Linked DNA regions of Mus musculus: regions 1 and 3 are each linked to region 2. Evidence: chromatin contacts called from public promoter capture Hi-C data. All regions are on one chromosome and are shown on one strand. Each heading gives the region's core, a stretch centred on a gene start, on an enhancer-like site or on the middle of the called end of the contact. The rest is flanking DNA. Distances are from core to core; before and after follow the strand shown. Region 1 holds the start of Commd9 (COMM domain containing 9). Region 2 holds the start of Cstf3 (cleavage stimulation factor, 3' pre-RNA, subunit 3). Region 3 holds the start of Traf6 (TNF receptor-associated factor 6).

The links. Capture Hi-C pulls out chosen DNA fragments and counts their contacts.
Region 1: a promoter capture Hi-C map of liver shows a contact between it and region 2, with 4 times the contacts expected there. The contact joins the promoter of Commd9 here to the promoter of Cstf3 in region 2. A contact is called at or near these places in 1 of 39 promoter capture datasets (neutrophils) and 1 of 9 other capture datasets (liver).
Region 3: a promoter capture Hi-C map of liver shows a contact between it and region 2, with 5 times the contacts expected there. The contact joins the promoter of Traf6 here to the promoter of Cstf3 in region 2. A contact is called at or near these places in 1 of 39 promoter capture datasets (pre-B cells) and 2 of 9 other capture datasets (adipose tissue and liver).

Annotation. Positions count from the first base shown.
Region 1 is chr2:101,884,972-101,887,809 of GRCm38.p6, reverse strand. Commd9 (COMM domain containing 9) reads right to left here and starts at 1,548. Exons shown (of 6, transcript NM_029635.3): 1 at 1,491-1,548. The coding sequence starts at 1,541.
Region 2 is chr2:104,589,214-104,591,913 of GRCm38.p6, reverse strand. Cstf3 (cleavage stimulation factor, 3' pre-RNA, subunit 3) reads right to left here and starts at 1,430. Exons shown (of 21, transcript NM_145529.3): 1 at 1,212-1,430. The coding sequence starts at 1,238.
Region 3 is chr2:101,677,066-101,679,765 of GRCm38.p6, reverse strand. It overlaps Traf6 (TNF receptor-associated factor 6), which reads right to left and starts at 1,346. Exons shown (of 7, transcript NM_001303273.1): 1 at 1,146-1,346.

The DNA.
Region 1 (2,838 bases), core at 299-2,798, 2.7 Mb after region 2:
TGAGAATTAGGCTTAGTGAGGAAAGCCAATCCACAAACATCATCTACACCAAGATTTACAAACGTTCTTGAAATGAAAACTAATGATACAAGAATGTTGAAGTGTCAAGGAATTCTGGAGGCCAACTGCAAGTGAGCTTGGCTGTAAGATGTCAACCCAGGGGTCTTACATAGATAGCTATGCCTTGGAGCTTTACTGGATCAATGTAAATACCCCAACTGTGATATTGTTCTGTAGATATCCAGGAAGTCACCATTAAGGAACATGGGACAAAAATCTCTCTGCATTATTTCCCACAACTACAGGAGATATTATAGTTAGCTTTTAATAAAGTGTATTTAAACAATAGAGCAGTGAAAATGAGCTATTGCTACAATCATGACTGGAAGCCAGATGTGAACACTGATATGAAGAAGTGTTCCATTTCTGTGGAGTTCAGAGACTGAGTAATAGTACATGGTGTCCGAAGCTATGCACTGTTGGGAAGGCAAGTGAAGTAAGTAACCAGGGAGGCACTGGGGGTACTGGTGTCTCAGTCTGTGGTCTGGTGTTGGCTACATGAGTGTGTAGTCATTAAGGGAATTACTAATGATTTCAGTATGCTATATGTTATTTTCCAAAACTTACCAAGGAAAAGAAAATGTCCCAAGACAAGCAAGCATGGAAAAGGAATGGCTTAAATCAACCACAAGGAAGAGAAAAAGCTGCTAAGGAGAACTCTTGGATCCTAGTCACAGCTCCACTATACTAAAGCCCTTCATAGCTATTTCTTCGGCACATACTGGGTGCCAGGTCTTGTTCTTGTTGGCATAGGCTTGTGAACAATGAAGTCAAAGTGCTCAGGAGTGGACTGAGCAAATGCACACTAGGAAGATGGATAACGGAAAGGGCATTATATGTGTGACTTATAATGACAGTGTCACGAGGATCATTTCTGATCTTCAACTGGATAAGAGAGAAGAAAGGAAAACAAGAAGAAACAGAAATCATGTTCCTCAGAAGAGAACACAAAGACATCCATGGTGTGTGCACACTAGTAATAAGTCCTAAGAGGGAATGCAAAGCCACCCTTCTAAGGAGTAACTCAAACTTTATGACGTCCCTAGAAGTACTAGGGTGACAAGAAGGAGAGAATTTCCCTGAGAGAGGCGTAAAGACTGGGATGAAATGGGAACTGGTGACTGTCACCCAAGTGCTCCAATCTATAAAACCACTCGTGGTCACTAATTCTTGGGTGTATTTACATCGACTATCTGATTTTTACTTCCACCTTAATATCTGGGCGTGATTAATTTTGTTGCTCCTGTTTAAAAGCTCAGAAAGGCTGAACGATTTTCTCAGGGTCACACAAAGAAGCACTGACGCGCGGCGGGTAGGGTGGGAGTGGGACAATGCTCCAAGTCAGGGCCGGTTTATTCCCAATTCTTGCTTTGCACCAAGTCCCAGACCCTAAGACGGTGGCCGCACGCGTCCCCACCCCTTCAAGATACCTTCAGTAGGCTCTGGAGCGCCACGAAATGCTCTGCTGTCAAGGCCGCCATCTTTCTGGAGTCACGTGACAGCCGGAGCAAGCGGAGCGTGCCTCGTGACCCCTCGCAGGACATGCTGGGAGTTGTAGTTCTTCACCGTGGCTGGCGGGAACGGCGTGCAAAGAACCAGGAAGTCTTCCTCCTGTATGACTAAGCTCAAAGACCAGAGGGCTGAGATACTGAGAGAACTCGGATATAGAATGATTTCCAGGGAACAACTGGCTGGACATCCTAGGTCAGGGAAACTGGTTTTGCCTTTGCCCCTCTGGGTAGGCTGGCTGATCTGGTGAATGCACCTGCAGACTTGGCAGACACCTTGGCAACTTAGATGCCCAGAAGAGATCGGCCTACTCACCATCTGGATTTAAATGAAGCTTTGCCTATTTGAATTCTTGGAATTCACACACACACACACACACACACACACACACACGCTCACATGCCTGCAGTACTCCCTAAAAACAAAACAAAACAAAAAAAACAAAAAACAAAAAACAACGCTTCAAGGCATATAGTTTCTTCTCTGTTTGTGGAGAGATAGGAGCCTTTGTAACTAGCCTTATCCAGACAGTCAAGCTAAGTCACTTAGGGTTCTTAGTAACTTTCCTGTGGTCCAAGAAGAGGTCTGGTTTGAAGGGCAGCTGATTAGGAAAGGGGTTAGAAAGGAAGAAGGCGTGTGAAGATATTGACTATCTTAGCTCTGTGCACCTCCGGCACGGTCTCTTCTGTCTGCATTCTTTCCCTTAAAACTGAGTGTTGAGGGTCATGCAGCAAGACCTGCCAACACCTTCCTCAGAGGCAGACCCTCCAGTCTTCAGAGAGTCTGAAAGTGGCAGTCGCTGGGTCAAAGGCTTAACTACAACCTTGCTATGGGTTGAGTCTGAAATCTGTTTTGCAGGTTCATCCTGTGGTCACTTGGACCCTAGCTTTGTGGGACTGCTGAATGTTAGAACCCTTAGGATCTGGGACCTTGCTAGTGAAGGTCTCTAGTGGCAGGCCTTTGGGGGTTATGCTGCTTCTGGTTCTGGCCTGATTGCATGGTGTCTTGTCTGCTGCTGTGTAAGAAGTCTTGGCTGTACATTATTGCCACCCTGCTCTGCCATGTTGGACTACAACTTCTGAAACCATGAACCAGAATAAATCTTCCTCCTCTAAGTTGTTTCCATCTAGTTCCTGTCACAGTGACACACCAGTAACCAATGCACTTGAGAAATTGAAAGCATAACAACTCAACTGAGCCATCCCAGGCTTTCTGGCTTTGAAATATTGTATAAGTCTTTAGGTGTAGCCTTTCCATGTCTTGATTCAA
Region 2 (2,700 bases), core at 181-2,680:
ACTTTCAGAAAATAAAAATGCCAGCCCGGTAAGAGTAGAGTAAAATAAACAGTTTTAGAAAAATAGTTCAAAGACACTGCATTCGTGGGCACCCTGACTTTAGATAAAATGCAAAAGCACTGCCAAGACTTGGAATTAAATTGGTCCTCAAGCGTTTCAGTCACCAAAGTAATTAAGTTCTAATTTGCCTACACTTCATTAACATACAGTCCTATTTTACCTCATCTGTCAACCTCCAATAATTTCTATTTTATTAGCTGGGGATTTGGGAAAAAGAAAAGAAATAAAAATACAAGCGTATTTCATTGCTATAGCAATAAGAAATTTAGGACTTTGTTTTCTTTTAAAACTAAATATACGTGGATCAAGATCAAAACACACACCTTTCAAAAACTCAGTTTTGTTTTTTACAGTAAAAGCCAAACACTAGCCTACAAAATTTAGGATATAAAAGAGCAAAAGAACCAAACATGGAGATGGACGCCTGGAGGCCAAGGAAGCAATCCTGTCAGAAGGTCCTGCCTAGTCAGGGCTACACTGTGAAAACCTATCCAAAACAAACAAACAGCCAAACAGCAAAAGGGTGAGATCTCCTATCTAAAAGTCCCATTTGTAAAATACTTATGTATCATTCATATCTAACCATCCAAACAGATGGTGCCTACAGTGACTAAAGCACATTTCGAGTTTTCAGTTTACCAAATTCTGCAATGTTTGCGTGGTCGTAAAAGCAAAAATAAAGTGTTCCTAAACGAGAGGGGAAGAAAGCGAATCCACAAAATTCCCCCAAAGCTCGGAAGAGCCGTGGCTCTTTTTACCTTCGCTCTCTCGGGGGCCGAATTTTCCAGACTGATTTCGTTATTTCTGGGGACAGAGGACTGGGGGGCAGACGAGGAAAACACTGCCAGCGCAGATACACGTTAGAACAATCTGGGACTACCGGAACACTAAAGTGGTATGAAATACACCGTCCCGACCGAAGAAACTGCAATGGCCAGGGCGAAGCGACGTCTCTGCCATTGTCTAAGTCCCATACTTATTCGTACGAACGCCACAGAGAAGCCCAAACCTGGGAGACTTCGGGGGATGCGCTCCCGATCCCCGGGCTCACTAGCTCTTCAGGGCCCTTGCTCACGCGAACGGGGTGCTCGCACCCACAGGGCTAGAGAGAGAAGAGGTCGCCACGAGGCCCCACCGCTCCCGTTCCTCACCTGCTCCGCGGCTGCGTCTCCTGACATGGCCTCGGGGGACTACAACGTACGCACCAGCCGGCAAAGGGAAGCTAGAAAAGGAAAATTAAACTAAAGGCAAACCCCACCAAAACCAGGAACACTACCCCTGTCCCTCAGAGCCAAAGCCGCCGCCAAATCCGCTGCCGCCGCCGCCGCCGCCGCCGCCCACTCAGATTTGAATTAAAATGGCTGCGCCCCAGCCGGCAGAGGGGGTGTGAGGCGCTTCCGTATTCACTTCCGGGACAGTGGGCGGGGCTGAGGCTTAACTCCCGGATTATTGGAGGTGCACAAGCGCAGAGCGCTCCCAGAGGGCGGGCTCAGTGCGTGAGCTAACGTCACGCCCGGAACTGATGACGCCGCTGTCCAGATTTCCGAGGCCGGCCGGAAAGATCCACCCGATTGGCCTGGGAGCTCCCGCGCTTCTTGGAATTTCACGACTGAGTTGCAGAGCCGAGCTCCTCCCTGCTGAAGCCTGACTGCCAATCCGCTCTGTACAGGCAAACTGACCATTTTAGGGAATAGCGTTGAGAGTTAGTGAATACCTCTCGTGTTTCGGGAATAAGGAGTCTACTAACGCGTTCTGTACGTTTTCTTTTCTTGGGGAGGAGAGGAACACATCAAGTCTGTTTTTTGTTTTTTTGTTTTTTTGTTTTTTTGTTTTTTGTTTTTTTTTTTTTACTTTTGCTGTCACCGTTCACTATTAGACCGGGGATTTTAGTTTAGCGTCTCACCACGATCTCTTATCTGCAAAATTGCGTTGATAGTGGCGAAGGAATGTTGCTTTGCATCCAGACTTCTCACCTACTATAGAGGAGTAGACTGGGCAATTTGCATTATCTGCGTCTCTGTTTCCTTGCCTAAAGATAGGAATAGCAACAGCAGCTAAGATTTAACTTAAAAGGTAAAAGCTCTTATTTGGCTTACGAGTAACCAGGAGGTTATTGAGCGGTGGTGGCACAAGTCTTTAATCACAGTACTCGGGAGACAGAGGCTGGATGGATCTCTGAGGGCAGCCTGGTGTGTAGAGCCCACGGACGAGGGCCATACAATGAGATGCATATATCTTTTTAAGCAAATAGATGCATGAATCAAATGTACATATATTGAGTCACTGCAACATTTGATAATGGAGTCTGAATATTTCAGAAGTCTCCCTCAATGGGGCGTTACTCTTTTAAACTGTTGCTGATGTGACTGACTTAGAAAAATATCCACAATGAGCCAGGATGGTTCAAAGAGTGGAGGTGCTTGCCGTGATGGCCAAAAAACTTGAGTTTGATCCTGGCATCCAATGAGTTGACAGGATAGAACCGACTCCAGGAAGTTATTCCTTGACCTCCACACATGCACTATGGCTTGCAAACTCCTGCACTTACAAACACACAGGCACTCACAAGATAAATATATAAATCTAAAAATAGCCACAAAATTAAGCCAGAAATATAAAATAGCTTATGTGTATATATGT
Region 3 (2,700 bases), core at 97-2,596, 2.9 Mb after region 2:
TGACTAAAACTGATGAGGAGCAGATATCAAGTAAAACAGGGCTATAATACTGAAATAGTATATACAGGGCATCAAGGCTGAAACTCAAATATGATTCTTGTATCTATCATGTGGCTAAGCCACTGGTTCAAACACTTTCCTCGAGTCACATGACACCTCTTTACCCTCCATTTCAAAAACCAAAAAGAGCTCTCCCCACCCCGGCATCCTCAAAGGAGGTATGAAAGGCCAGCAGCTCAAGTCTCAAAGCCAATATAATACTTCGGCTGTGACAAATTGTTCTCGTTTCTAGACGTCTGTCACAGGCTAGCGGACTGCTCTCAGAAAACAAGCTAATCCTATACATCCAAGCGTTAGGTGCTTTCTGTTCACACACAAAGACAGTCTAAGTCTCATCCGGAGTTCCCCTGAAGCCAAATACTAGGAACAGCTTTAGCAACACGGCGTCTGGAACAATCGAGAGAGCGCAGGGGTGGGGAGGGGAACATTGGTGTCAGCGTACTTTTTTTTTTTTTAAACTTGCTGCTTAGGTTAGAACCGCTCTCGAATTTAAAAGGGCACACAAAAAGTTTTCCCCTGCACTCTGGGAGTTTGAAGGGATTTTCTCTTTTCTTCTTTTCTTTTCTTTTCTTTTCTTTTCTTTTCTTTTCTTTTCTTAATTTAAGCTGGAAGGGACGGGAAAACCCAGCAGGCGATTTCCTTCCCCGGACAGGGGAAAACACCAGGTGAGGAAGAGAGGGGCTGGGGAGAGGGATGCCGTGTGCCGGAAGGCGACAGAAACGCCAGGAGAGGCTCCTAAACCAGGGGCGGGTTCAGGACCTGTGGGGCTAGAGCAGGGGAGACCCGCAGTCCCGGGGAGGGCACAGAGGGCTCCTCCGGCTCGTGGGAGGACTGTGGGCGCATCCTGCACCTGTCAGGCGACAGGGACAGAGGTGGCTTTGTGCTGAGACAGGGGGTCCCAGGGCTACCCAGACGAGAGGGGGCAAGGGGGCGGAGTCCCGGACCCGAGGGAGGACGTGGAGATGGCCAGTCCTATCTGTGGGAAGCGAGGGCTCGCGGCGACAGGTCCCTGTCCCGTGGGGAACCGGGGGTGACTCTCCCGGGCCCGCGGCCGCCGGAACTCTAGTTCGAAGCCGCTCACTCACCGATCGTACACGCTGAGACTTCACAACCAACTGGGAAGGCTTCCCCGGGCTGCGCCGCGTCGCCTACATACACGGCACTCCGAGACCAAGTGGCTCCGACGCCAAACTCCCGGCTCGTGGGCCGCGGCTGCTGCGTCCGCCGACGGCCGGAGCCTCAGCCCCAGCCGCGGCCGCCGCTGCTTCCGCCTTCTCAGCTCGCTAGGAGCAGCAAGGGGAGGGGAGCGCGCCCCGGGACAAAGAGGCCCCGCGGGAGAGGCCGCCCCCTGTCTGTGGTCCTCCACGCTGAAGCCTTACCCCGCCCTTCCTCGCAAAGAAGTTTTCTCAATAGGCAGAACCTTACATTAATCACGTAGCCCTTCCTCGGACCAGTGCAAAACAGTCGTCTCATGCATGAAACATTTCTTCACAATTGCTGCCATCTGCATGATCCCATTCTCCAACATTGTCACGGGAGAGCTATTTTGAGTTCTCAGTTTAACTGGATGCAAATATCTACGGATTGTAACTGGCACAATGCAATAGATGCCCAAAAGATTTTCACCCTCATCTGAAAATTTGACTCATCTTCTCCATCTGATATGAAAGGTATTATTGTGTATTAAGGCTGTTAGGTAAGGTAAGTAGATACATGTAAATAAGTTATTTAAAATCATCTAGGAAATAATATGTGCAGTAAATATCAATAATACTATCTTTTGCTGACATCTTAGTAGAAGGATTCTTTCAAACATAAGAATCTAGTACAACTCAAACTCAATTCTTCCTCTATCCCCTTTAAAAAGTGCTTTGAAATGTTTAAGGCATGAAGAGTATAAAAAGCTACACCCAGGCTTCTGTGTGCTCATCACGCAGTTTAAGAAGTAGAAGGAAGCAAGTTGAATTGCAATACTCTGCGTATAGCTGTCCCCTCCACTTATATAAGTAAACTCCTGAGGTATGCAAAAAGGGATCATCTTACAAAGTCAGTGGTGGGTAAAGGACCAGTGAGATGTCTCAGCGGGTAAAGAAACATGACTTTAGTCCTGACGATATGCGCTGGAACTCCAGAACCTACACCGTAGAAGAGAACCTATTGCCAAAAGTTGTCCTCTGAACTACAAGTGCACACAATGGCATGCACATAATGCACATGTGTGCAAGTGCACGTACATACACATACACACACACACACATGCGCACACTACAAAAAAGAGAGAGAGAGAGGCACAGAGAAAAGAAAAGGCAGGGCATTGGATTTCCTTCATTTATTAGTGTGACCTCTGGAGCAAGTTAGTCACGTGACAGACATTACAAGCTTCCACTTCCTAAATCATAGAACAGGTTTACATCATGGGTGGTACCTTACACACTGTTGTCAAGGTGAACTAATAAAAAAAATTGATGTGGGAGAACTTAGCAAGAGGCTTTCAAAAAGATCAGGTGTTCTGTGTTTATTTCTTTTTGTTTTTGTTTGTTTGTTTGTTTGTTGGTTGGTTGGTTTTTTAACACAGGGTTTCTCTGTGTAGCCTTGGCTGTCCTGGAACTCACTTTGTAGACCAGGCTGGCCTCGAACTCA